4 separate regions of the Mus musculus genome follow, and all the other regions are linked to region 2. Evidence: chromatin contacts called from public HiChIP or PLAC-seq and promoter capture Hi-C data. All regions are on one chromosome and are shown on one strand. Each heading gives the region's core, a stretch centred on a gene start, on an enhancer-like site or on the middle of the called end of the contact. The rest is flanking DNA. Distances are from core to core; before and after follow the strand shown.

Evidence for each region. Promoter capture Hi-C pulls out the DNA fragments that hold promoters and counts their contacts. HiChIP or PLAC-seq counts read pairs in DNA pulled down with a chosen protein or histone mark. Capture Hi-C pulls out chosen DNA fragments and counts their contacts.
Region 1: a promoter capture Hi-C map of liver shows a contact between it and region 2, with 2.8 times the contacts expected there. The contact joins the promoter of Arid2 here to the promoter of Zcrb1 in region 2. A contact is called at or near these places in 4 of 39 promoter capture datasets (the 3T3-L1 cell line, the C10 cell line, hippocampal neurons and 1 more), 2 of 484 Hi-C or Micro-C datasets (B cells and embryonic stem cells), 4 of 115 datasets of contacts at active chromatin or transcription factors (astrocytes, bone marrow-derived dendritic cells, embryonic stem cells and 1 more) and 1 of 9 other capture datasets (liver).
Region 3: an H3K27ac HiChIP or PLAC-seq map of embryonic stem cells shows a contact between it and region 2, with 14 times the contacts expected there. The contact joins the promoter of A130051J06Rik here to the promoter of Zcrb1 in region 2. A contact is called at or near these places in 2 of 115 datasets of contacts at active chromatin or transcription factors (embryonic stem cells and large pre-B cells).
Region 4: a promoter capture Hi-C map of embryonic stem cells shows a contact between it and region 2, with 3 times the contacts expected there. The contact joins the promoter of Dbx2 here to the promoter of Zcrb1 in region 2. A contact is called at or near these places in 1 of 39 promoter capture datasets (embryonic stem cells) and 1 of 115 datasets of contacts at active chromatin or transcription factors (astrocytes).

What each region holds. Positions count from the first base shown.
Region 1 is chr15:96,286,089-96,288,788 of GRCm38.p6, forward strand. Arid2 (AT rich interactive domain 2 (ARID, RFX-like)) reads left to right here and starts at 1,434. Exons shown (of 21, transcript NM_175251.4): 1 at 1,434-1,698; 2 at 1,806-1,899. The coding sequence starts at 1,607. Gm38469 (spidroin-2) reads right to left here and starts at 1,310. Exons shown (of 3, transcript XM_011245785.3): 1 at 1-1,310. The coding sequence starts at 1,165. The coding sequence ends at 422.
Region 2 is chr15:93,397,011-93,399,710 of GRCm38.p6, forward strand. It overlaps Zcrb1 (zinc finger CCHC-type and RNA binding motif 1), which reads right to left and starts at 1,324. Exons shown (of 8, transcript NM_026025.3): 1 at 1,153-1,324; 2 at 160-245. The coding sequence starts at 243. It overlaps Pphln1 (periphilin 1), which reads left to right and starts at 1,340. Exons shown (of 9, transcript NM_175363.4): 1 at 1,340-1,451.
Region 3 is chr15:95,803,018-95,805,717 of GRCm38.p6, forward strand. A130051J06Rik (a long non-coding RNA gene) reads right to left here and starts at 1,444. Exons shown (of 2, transcript XR_875618.2): 1 at 1,259-1,444. All of the region lies in intron 1 of Ano6 (anoctamin 6), which reads left to right.
Region 4 is chr15:95,653,444-95,656,143 of GRCm38.p6, forward strand. Dbx2 (developing brain homeobox 2) reads right to left here and starts at 1,328. Exons shown (of 4, transcript NM_207533.2): 1 at 797-1,328. The coding sequence starts at 1,319. Gm31690 (predicted gene, 31690) reads left to right here and starts at 1,033. Exons shown (of 3, transcript NR_168499.1): 1 at 1,033-1,213.

The DNA of each region.
Region 1 (2,700 bases), core at 184-2,683, 2.9 Mb after region 2:
GAGAAGCATGAGGCTCTCCACATTTGCAGACCGGGGAGGGCTCCAACACCCGGGTAAATGCAAATTTAAGTGGTACTAAAAAAAAAAAAAGATACAAATTTTGAATTCCCTATGTACACATTTTCTTTTTTTTTAAACTGAAAGGGAAAAACATTTTGCCCTCTTTTTCAGATACTAGTGCAAAAAAAGACCTAAGCAGTGTTATTCTCAAAGTTGGGAGGTTATTTCCCAACAGGCGCGATTACCGTTTGCGTACCTCCGGGTTCGGTGCACCAAACCGACCAAAAAAGGGAGGACGAGTGAAAAGCCTTACTCTAGCTCCACAAAAGTAGGGCAGGCAGTTTCCAGCCTATTCGATCCTACAGTTTGTCAAAGTGAGTTTACGGCCCCATCATGGACCATGTGCTCGGCGGGCTTCGTGCTAGCACGATGAAGCCCGGAGGCCAACGCCTCCCGCTAGCAACGTCTCCAGAGGGGGCGAGCGGACTCGTCCGCGGCCGCCGGGGCTGCGCCGAGCGAGCCTGCTTCTCAGTGTGGCCGGAGGCCCGGCGGGCGCCGCCGGGGACGCGAACATCGCCTCCACCCCTAAGCCCGGAACAACCGGTAGTGGCCGTTTCCCCGCGCCGCCCCCCTTTCCGCCCGCTTTGTGTGCGTGTGAAATGTGCTGCACATTGCAGATGAACCCTAAGCCGGGCGAGCCGAGTCTATTGTTCCCCGCGAGGAGCCGCCGCGACCGTGTGGAGCCAGGCGCAGTGCCGCGGCCGGCCCTCGGGGGGCGCTGTGCGGCGCTGGCGGCCCGGCCGTGGCGGCGGCAGCAGAGAACGGGAGGCTGGCGGGCAGGCAGGCAGGCCGGCGGGCGGCGCGCAGCGGCTCGGCTGCCGCCGGAGCCTGTGCCCGGGGACGCCCGGGCCGCCGCCGCCGCCGCCGCGCGTGAATGTGTGCGAGGGCCCCGCGGAGCCGCGGCCCGGATCCACGCTGTCACCCCGCTCTCCACAAGCCACCACACAGACCTCCCCCTCCCCACGCGGCCCCGCCTGCCCCGGCCCCGCCGCGCCGCCGCCGCCGCCGCCGCCGCCGCAACTCCCAGGCCTGCGGCCGCCCGGGCCCCTCGCCTCGGCTCGCCCGGCCCCCGGTCGGCTCGTGCGCCCCCCGGCCGCAGCACCATGTTGAATCGCGTCCCCGGGCCGAGCCGCCAGGGCCGGCGGCGCTGAGAGGCGGCCCAGAGCCGGGCCGCGGGAGGCGGCGAGGCAGGGTGGGGGCCGCGCTCGCCCCGCGGCTCCGCGCCCGGCCGCCCGTCGCCTGCCCCTCTAGTTTCGCTCCCGTTTCTTTAAACTTTTTTAGAAATTCCCCTCCCTCCGGCCCTGCGCTCCCCCTGGCCTCCCGCTCCCTCCTTCCCCTCCTCCTCGCCTCCTCCCCCTCCCTCCTCCCTCCCTGCGCCGCCGCCGCCGCCGCCGCCGCCGCCGCCGCCGCCACCGCCGGCCCATGACTGAGCCCCGCCACCGCCGGCCGAGGAATGGGCTCCGGGCGCTGGTAGGGAGCGCGGGGAGCGGGGGCCGCGTTTGAACCGCGATCTGGGTTTTTTCGGGAGACCTCCTTTGGCAAAATAATGGCAAACTCGACGGGGAAGGCGCCTCCGGACGAGCGGAGGAAGGGACTGGCTTTCCTGGACGAGCTGCGGCAGTTCCACCACAGCAGAGGGTGAGAGCAGGACCGGGGGGGCAGCGCCGGGGCGAGCCGGGGCGAACGGGGGCCCGCCGCGGGCGCGGGGTCCCGGTGACAAGTGCGGGGCTTTCTGTCGCCCGCAGGTCGCCGTTTAAGAAGATCCCTGCGGTGGGTGGGAAGGAGCTGGATCTTCACGGGCTCTACACCAGAGTCACTACTTTAGGCGGATTCGCGAAGGTGAGTGGAAGTTTTAATTTGTATTTCCCTCTCGCTGGCCTGCTCGGAAAAGTCTGCTCCGACCCGGGAGCAGGCGCCCGGGGTCGGGGGGGCGATCGGCGGGACACACGGCGTTCTCGGCGCTCGCAGCCGGTGGCCCACGGAGGCGGCCGGCGGCGGGGCTGTTTTCGGCCTGGTGGCTCGCGTGCGCGCGGCGGGCGCGGGGCTTGGGCGGGCGGTGCGGCCCGGCGGCGGGGAGCGCCCTGCCCGGTGTCCGGCCGGCCCCGCGGGGTCTGAGCGGCGCGGCGGGGAGCGCGGGCGAGTGGAGTGCTCGCCCGCCGCCCGCCGAGCCCGCGGCCCGCCCGCCCGCCCGCGAGTCAGCGCTGCCGCCGCCGCCGCTGCCGCTCTAGCACAGGCGGAGACACAGAGACACACAGACTCTGAGCAGTTTTCGTGCAACTCAAAATTAGCGCGGGCAGGTTTAACATCGATAATCGGCTGCGAAATGATCCCGGCGGCCGGGGGCACAGCCTCGGCCCGCTCGCCCTGGCTTTCTACAGCTAACAAAAGAAAGCAGGACCTGTCTGCAAATAGCCATCTTAGGCTTCAAGGCTAGGCAGAAGCTGTAGGCCTCAAAGAAGGGCCTATGGAGATGGATAGATCTGGGAGAGGGATCGGAGTCGGCCCCGGCCCCGGCCCCCCCAGAGCTCGCGGACGTCGCTGTCCGGAGCAGTATTGATCCTTTTGAACTTTTTTTTTTTTTTTTCTTTACTGCAAACGGACCGCGTTGAGATTTAAAAGGGGGCGACAGAGGGACTTGCG
Region 2 (2,700 bases), core at 74-2,573:
ACAAATTCTCTTTGGGAAATTAAAACAAAATTGAAAAATTTCCCACTAAAATTTGCAGAAGATATCAACTAAAAATTTTCCCAGGGAGCAGTATTTTTGCTTAAGCTTCAGATTGTCTCTAAAGAAAGAATCCATTAGTTAGATGTACATACAACTTACCCGGTATAAATCATTGTTTGTTAGGGAGAAAGGCAAGTTGGATACATAAACTGTGCTTTTACTTGGCGCCAAGCCACCGCTCATTTCTAAAACGGAAAAAAAGGAGACATTGGGAATCTTACTCCAAGTAGAACCAAACAAGGACCATCACTGACTTAATTAGGGTAGAATTCCTCAGGCTCCATTCATTTAAAGAGATTAGAGTACCAGTGTGGGTAGGGTGTGAATTACCATATTCCTTTTCTAGCAGCGGGTGTTAAGCCTTTTAGGGCTGCGGTGCGATTGAAGAGGGGTTTTAGAGAGATGGAGAAGCCACAAGGCTATTTTTAACGCCTTCTTAGGGTAAAAGCGGAAAAGATGTTTCCCAAGGATTCGCCCACCTCCGAAAGGGACACCTGTCTACCCCGCCTCTTTTGTTCTTGTTTTTAAAAAAACTCCTGTATCTACGTCTGTATATATGGATTACTGATATAGGTAGGCCATGACGACAGAGACTCGGTTTTGTTAAGCTTGGGGTAGTTTCACATTTTGATAAAGTTCTTTAGATTTTTAAATTTCGTGCACAACCAAATCATGAAATGACACTCTATTACATGGATTACCTACTTTGAATGGGACATTAACCTGTATATTTATCAATGTGCTTAGTAATCAACGTCACTGTTAAAACTCTGCAAATTACAGGTGAAACGATCGCGTCGGTCGGCAGCAAGTGTTAAGAACCCCTATGAATGACAATGGACCCGGCACCCCGGAGGGCGCCCCGCTGGCCCAGTAGGAGGATTATTCAAAAAGCCTTAGCTAGCCAAAACCTGCTTGTCGCGTTTCCAGTTTCTCACTCTGAGAAATGCTAACCCCGGCTGGACGTTCCTGGGGCCGGAGCTGGGGTCAGGGTCGAGGCCGAGGCCGAGGCCGAGGCCGAGGCCGAGGCGGAGGCCGAGGCGGAGGCCCGGGCCGCGGCCGTCTCCTGGGCCCGGCGCCGTGGGAGCTTACCTTCGGCGCAGAGGCGAAGCGGAGAGGATGCGAGCCCGCGGCGGCTTCACCTCCGGCTGCCTTCCGCGGCGCGCAAAAGCGCGGGCGTCCGCGAACGCAGCGCGGTGCAGCGCTCCTTCCGACTCCCCCAAACCCCGACGGCCCCGGGCCGGAGGCTGGCGCGCCGGGCGACGTCACCGCGCGCGCCGGAAGTGCCTTTAGGGCGAGCGGACGTCTGGCTTCGCGGGTTTCACCGGCGGCTGAGGCGGCGGCGACAGAGGCGGCGGCGACAGAGGCGGAGGCTCAGCAGTGGGACGTAGGTGAGCGAGTGGCTCTCCGCAGAGGCGCGAGGGGCGCATGCGGCCGGCGGGCGGGCGGGCGGACGTTTCCTGCGGCGATGGAGATGTGCTTTATTCTGGACTCCTAGTGGAACCTGGAGAGGGACTCAGTGGATGCGGGAGGAAAGCGAAGTGTGGAGGAGAGTGAGACCCAGGTTCCGCTTCTCGGCAGGAGTTTAGTAAGCAAAAGGGGAGTTCTCAGCCAGGCAACTTCAGTGACGCCAGGTCAGTCAGGAAGTCTGGGTTTTTATCTTATTTTTTATTTTTTGGACCTAACCGACTCTGTAATAGGCACTTTGAGAGACGGACAAAAGAGTGCCAAAATAATCCACTTGCTGTTGAGAATGTCAGTGTGGCCGGGGAGACAAAGCCCACGTGGGGACAGTTGGAGTCACACAGTGACCCATTCTTGAGTACTGGCACGGACAGATGTTCAGCTCCATCGTCCCGTTGTTTATTACTATTTTTTCCTTTCTGAAAATATGGAATGGGTACGCACTGATTATTTTTTTGTTTTCCGAGACAGGGTTTCTCTGTGTAGCCCTGGCTGTCCTGGAACTCGCTCTGTAGACCAGGCTGGCCTCGAACTCAGAGATCCCGCCCGCCTCGCCTCCAGAGTGCAGGGATTAAAGGCGTGCACCATCACCGCCCGGCTACACTGATTATTCTTTAAGAGCTCGTCGTTTCTACAGAGAAATCCGAATGCTTATTTTGCCCGGTAGTTTAAACTTAACTTCTACCCACCAGCACGTACAGACCAGGCCTGTAACTACTCCCTGGGAACCTGCGTGTCAGCAGCCCGGAGCCCAGAGCCTGTCGTGGAGCCTGCACAATCAATCCTGACTGAAGCGGAGGGACGAAGTGCAATCCACCCAGGGCGCCGCTGAGTTTTGAGAGGCATTAATTCCTTGGCGTCCACCAAGGGACCACTGGGACTAATTCTCATGGCAAACTTGTGGCCAGCCCAAACTCCCAGGCTTCACATCCCGGTTGTGCTTGGTTATCGCCCACGATGTAAGCCCCTTTGGTCTTCTAATTGTTTGAGCCTTAACTCTCCGCGCTGTTTCGTGCTTCCTCTCGATTTGGGGGTACCACTGCTTCTCCTTCCTTAGTTCACCCTGAGCGCATCGTCTGTGCTCCTGGAATCTTATTTTGTCTGCTTAGCAAACACTTATTAGCCTTGTTTTGAAACTGTCTTGCGTTTTCTGACTCTTTAACAAAGCTGTGGCTT
Region 3 (2,700 bases), core at 194-2,693, 2.4 Mb after region 2:
AGTCTGGTGGAGCAGGAAAGCCCCACAGGTGACTGAGGCTTGGCTCCAGCTTCTCCTCCTGAAACCCTTGCTGGAGAATCTCTCTTTCCTGTCAGAGCACCTAGAGTTATATGGAAGGACGAAAGTTAAGGCTTGTTTTGTTCTCAGGTCGTGGGGCAGGAGGGCATGAGAACAAACTCTGTTCTCATTGACTGTTATAAACAAGAGTCCTCTCGCTTGAGATTCTGTGTTAGGTTGTACATCCTAGAATGGCATCTCACCTTACTTGTGGTTCCTGGCCAAACGGGAGTCTTCTTGATGGGTGAACTCGAGGGAGTGTGAGAGACTGATGCTGCCTTCTGCCATGCTTTTGTCTGATAGGAGCCCACTCTACGGATGCTCTTGATTAGATTTTTAAAGTTCACTTCATATAGTGAGTGATATGCGATGTAAACTGTAAAGCTTGGCAGATCCTGGGTCTGACTGCCACCCACACTCAGGTGGAGGCCACGCCCCTCCACCCCCACCCCTACCCCACATCCCTCATTTCTTTTCTCAGTTCAGGGGAACAGTTTGAAGACCTCTTCTGTAAACTGAGGGTGCCAGCTGTTGGAATTGACCCAAATAGAACAAAGTAGAGTATAATAATCTTTTATGCTTGCCCCTTTTCATGTCACGTGGTATTTTTTTGGAGATTAATCTAGTGTGGTTATCTATTCCCATTAGTCCAGTGTATTTGAACTACAAGAATATCTGGAAAAGACCTTTTTTTTGGTTAAATCTTAACATGCTACCTAACGCTACCTTTTCATTCTATTTAAAGTCAGATTTCTTCCTTTCTTTTTTTTTCTTTTTTTCTCTTTCTTACTTTTTTATTTTTCTTTTAGTTATTTTTGTGGTTGTATCCACCGCTCACACAATGCTTTTGCTTATACTAGGAAGTTAACTGACTTTAAGTTGGGGAGGTGGGTACAGGCAAACTGTACTCATTTTAATTGCTTTGCTGTCTGAATCCAAACTCAGAGTCACTTCATACGCTGTCCCTGAGTGCCCAGGCTGCTGGGTGCAACAGCAATCCATAGAGAAATACATGCGGGTTTGTTCCTTCCACACAAGAATGTCAAGTATAATAATTAATTTTTCCAAAAGGTCAGCACTTGCTGGCATTTTGACTAAGGCATGTTTCGGACAGATATTCTTAGCCTTCATCTGGTAACTAAAGAGCTCTAAGAACCCAAAACTAAAACTGACCTGCACCAAGAGAGGAGGCAGGACTTACCGTTGGCCCCAGATATAATATTCCACAGTGTTTGTCCAAGCCCGTGGGTTCCCAGTTCTCAGAGAAGTTACTTGGCGCTGGCGTTGCTTTCCCTGCCGCGTGACTCATGATTTCTTAAGGCTGATTAGTCATTCACTGCCTGAGTTATGGAGGCCTAGGAACTGCCTGAATCAAATTACAGCCCCCATCCACACTCCCCCTAGAGCTAGCTCCTGAGTCCCAATTCTTAGCAGGGCCACACCCCAGTCAGAGGAACTAATTCTGGCTCTCTGTGAGAAGCCTTGAAGCACTCAGCATTCCCCAGGAGCCTAGCAATAGCCTAGCAATGGCCTTGAGCTCTGATGCCATTGCCTGCCTCCCACCGAATTCCCCCATGTGTCCATATTCCTTGCTTGGAAATGTTTTTCCTCGGCTTAGGGCCTCTGGTTCAATCTGGCTCTGGTTTGTGTCTTTAGAAGCCTTGTCCAATGTGGTGCTACCTGCCTCCTGCTTGAGGTAGACCTGGGGTGTGTGTGTGGGGGGTGGGGGGGGGATGCCTGCCTGGCTTGGTGTCCCTTAGTGGATTTAATCATTTCTGATGTGTCCCAGGTGGGACTGCCACATTGGTGGTGCCTGAAATCTTGCGTCTGACTGTTATTTTATTTTCGCTGTCCTTCTTCGGTCATGTTAGGACTGTTGGATATAAGATGGTGAAAGGGGTATGGTATGAGAGAGAGGCTGAGCTTCAGCCCGCCACCTGAAAAAGACCCAGTGCTTTCTAGGATGTGGGGAAGTCATATCCCTCCTGGTGGTAGGCAGACATGTGGATCTGGCAGCTGACAGATCCTTTGAGAAGCAGCTCCCAGGGGCCTCGTGACCTTGAGCTTCCTGATGCTGACGTAGTGAAAATGGCACGCTGTCCAGGCTTGGTGTGGATGCCTTAATCCCAGAGCATGTGGCTGAAAAGCTCCCTTCTGTATTTTACATCATGAGAAGTGGACATCCCCTCAGTGTTTGTGAGAAGCCCTTTAGTCAAAACCAGCATTCTGTAGTAAACTGTTTGCATCTGATGAGTCATGCATGACTCTCAACCTTTTCCTTGCCTCATGGAGACTGGTGTCATTCCTTAGCTGGCATGGCCAGGTGTCTGTCTCTCACGTCTTGATGACTGTGTTCTCCGAGGTGGCTTTGCTCCTGCACCCTCCTGCTTTTTTTCAGTTTCTCCCTGGCACAAATCTTCCTTGCAGGGTCTCTCCTCTGGCCTGCTTGAATTCTGAGTTCAGATAGATGAAGGGAGGTTTCTGTGAAGGGCAGAATGGTCTTCCTTGGTTTAATAGAGGGAAATTAGGCGTTTGTGGTTAAGTGCACAGGCAGCGCACCCTGACTGTTGGATAGAGCTGAGACACACACCTGGTTGGTTTTATGTGTGGCTGTGTGTATGGGGTACTGGGTCAATTTTTAAT
Region 4 (2,700 bases), core at 78-2,577, 2.3 Mb after region 2:
TCCTATTTATATGTGAACTTCCTCATTTAGTTATCAATTCAACATTTGTCAGCTATCTCAGCCTGATGCAAGCGTAGGCCTTGATTACTTTACACCTTAGTGTACACCAAACTGTGAAAGCAAGGAAAGTCCAAAGTTTGCGCAACTCTTTTTCAAATCATTAGAGCCCTATCAAACCAGCGGCGAGGTCTCCGCCAGCAAAGTCCGCAGCACCACCCTGCCAGCAACTTTCCCGCAGAAGAGAGGATGCTAACTTTGGAAACAGGAGCCAGTCAGCTAGAAACCTCAAATCCCCCACCCCCTACCCCCCACCCACCACCCCCCAGCTAACCCGCTGTGATCAAACTGCCCAGGTAGCCCAGTCAACCTGTTGAGGGAGGATGCTAGGAAGGAGTGCGGGATGGGATGGGGTGGAGAGGAAAGGAATCAGAACTAGTGTCCAGAAACGGCATCTGCACCCCAGTTCAGTCCTCTGCAGTGGGCCACCCAGGTCAGCACTCGTGCTGTGAGGGGCTCACAGGTGGGGACTGTGCTGGCAACAGGGCTCTCTCTGGACTGAGGACCACCTGAAAGCAAGGCTTCCCTGGGCTGAGGCTTTCCCAGACTGAGGATCCCCTAGACTGAAGTTCGCCTGGGCTGCGCCTCCTCTAGATCAGATCGAGGCTCCCCAGGGCTAAGGCTTCCCTGGACTGAAGTTCCCCTGGTTCAGGGCTCCCCTGAACTGAGGCTCCCCTTGGTCCAGGTTCTCCAGAACTAAGGGTCTCCTGGGCCGAGGTTCCCCTCGACCAAAGCTCACCTGGGGCTGAGGGCTGGAAGGCACTGTCCCGCTCCCCCGGAGCCCGGCCAGGGGGCATCTGGAAGGCCCAGCGCACACCAAAGGGTCCGGCCGGGCACAGCTTGAGCGGCACTGGGCTGGCAGGCAGTGGCCGCAGCTGCGGACACTCAGGACCGGGCGCTGGGCGTGGGGGCGGGGGTGCGTGCGTGGGCCCGGCCCCTGCGCGCAGCAAGTTCTCGATCAGGAAACTCTTGCCCAGACTGCCAAAGCCGGGCGCAGGAAGGCCGAAGAGTGCTGAGGACGCCACCACATCCCAGTAGGCTCCGGCCTGGGCGGCCACAGCGCTGGGCAGCATGGTGCGCGCCCGCTGCCCGGGGAGCCGTGGAGAGCGAGTGCGAAGGGACAGGGACAGGGCGCGGACAGGATCGGGGCTGAGGGGTGAGTCCTTGGCCCTCAGCGGCTCCTCTGGCAGCGTCCGGGAACGGTCTGCAGATCCGGACAGGGTTTTCAGGACTGGGATGGAAGGTGTGTCCGGCCCATCCATTCATGTCATCCTGCCCACAAAGTGACAGATGCGGCCAACAATGAAGGCAATGAGAGTCTGGGCTCCAGCGAGGGGAGGGGACTCTTGCTGAGGAGGTGGGCGTGGAGGGGACGGAAAAGGGGCGCTGCCACTCTGCCTGCCAAGCCTTGACCCTGCTGCTGGAGTCCTGGGCCCTCTGGTTTTGGTTATCATGAGCTCCAGGGTACATGTACTTGGTCGCTGAAGCGTGGTTGTCATCAGGGAGACTCGAAAACGTTGATATTAGTACCAGTGATAACTCATTTTGCAGGTTTTATGGGCGCCTCTGTTTTAAGAAGAAAGGAAATGTGTTTTTCTTGGCTATTTGGCAAAACTCCGTTTCCAGTGAATCATCTCAGGTTTTATAAGATCTGTTTTAAGGATTCTGGAGGAAGGTGGCCACACCTGCAGTCTAGAAGAGATGATGTAATCGGTTTTGATCTAAAGAAGCAGCGCTTGGGGCTGAAGAGGTGGCTCAGTGGTTAGCTATGCTTGCTGCTCTTAATAGAGGACCTGAGTTCGCTTACAAGCACCCAGCTCACAACCCACTGAAACTCCAGCTCCACCGTATTAGATGTCTTCTTCTGGCATCCACAGGCACCTACAAGTGTGCATGCCTACAAAGGGACGTCTTTTCCTTCTTTCTTTCTTTTTCTTTTTCTTCTTTTTTTTTAATCTTATTCCCTAACTAATGCCAGTGGGAGACTGGGCAAACAAAAAGCATATTGGAGGGGTGGGGTAAAGAGGAAGGGAGAAAAAGGGAGAGGGCGAGGGGGAGGGAGGGGGAGGCAGGCCTTTAACTACAAGGCTTTAAAAACTTCCCATTTTGGAAACTATCGATGGAGTGTTAAAACTGTGATTCCAATTAACACTTACTCTCCTTCCCTAATTTAGACAGATTTATTTAGGATAAGACTTCATTAGAGTATCTGCAAAGTTGGAGTCAAATGTATAGTTCTACTCCTTGCCCCTAAAAATAAGTTGGGCTTGGTTTCCATTTACTTAAATGCCTATTTTGAGTTGCCGGGTTAGAAAGCTAAATGTCCTTCTTTGGGGGATCATCGAGATGGTTCAGTTGATAGAAGCAGTTGCCACCAAGCCGAGTGACCTAAGTTTGATCTCTAGAATCCACGTGGTTGGAGAGAACTGGCTTCCAAACATTGTCCTCTGGCTTCCTCACACACACCACCCACCCCACCCCCACCCACCACACACACCACACACACACACACACACACCACACACACCACAAGTACAATTTGTTGCTATTGTTTCAATTCATCTCAATGAGTTGGTTACTTTACTGACACCGAATAAATACTGTACTTATTATAAAGATCCCTTCTCAAAGATCACCTCCAAT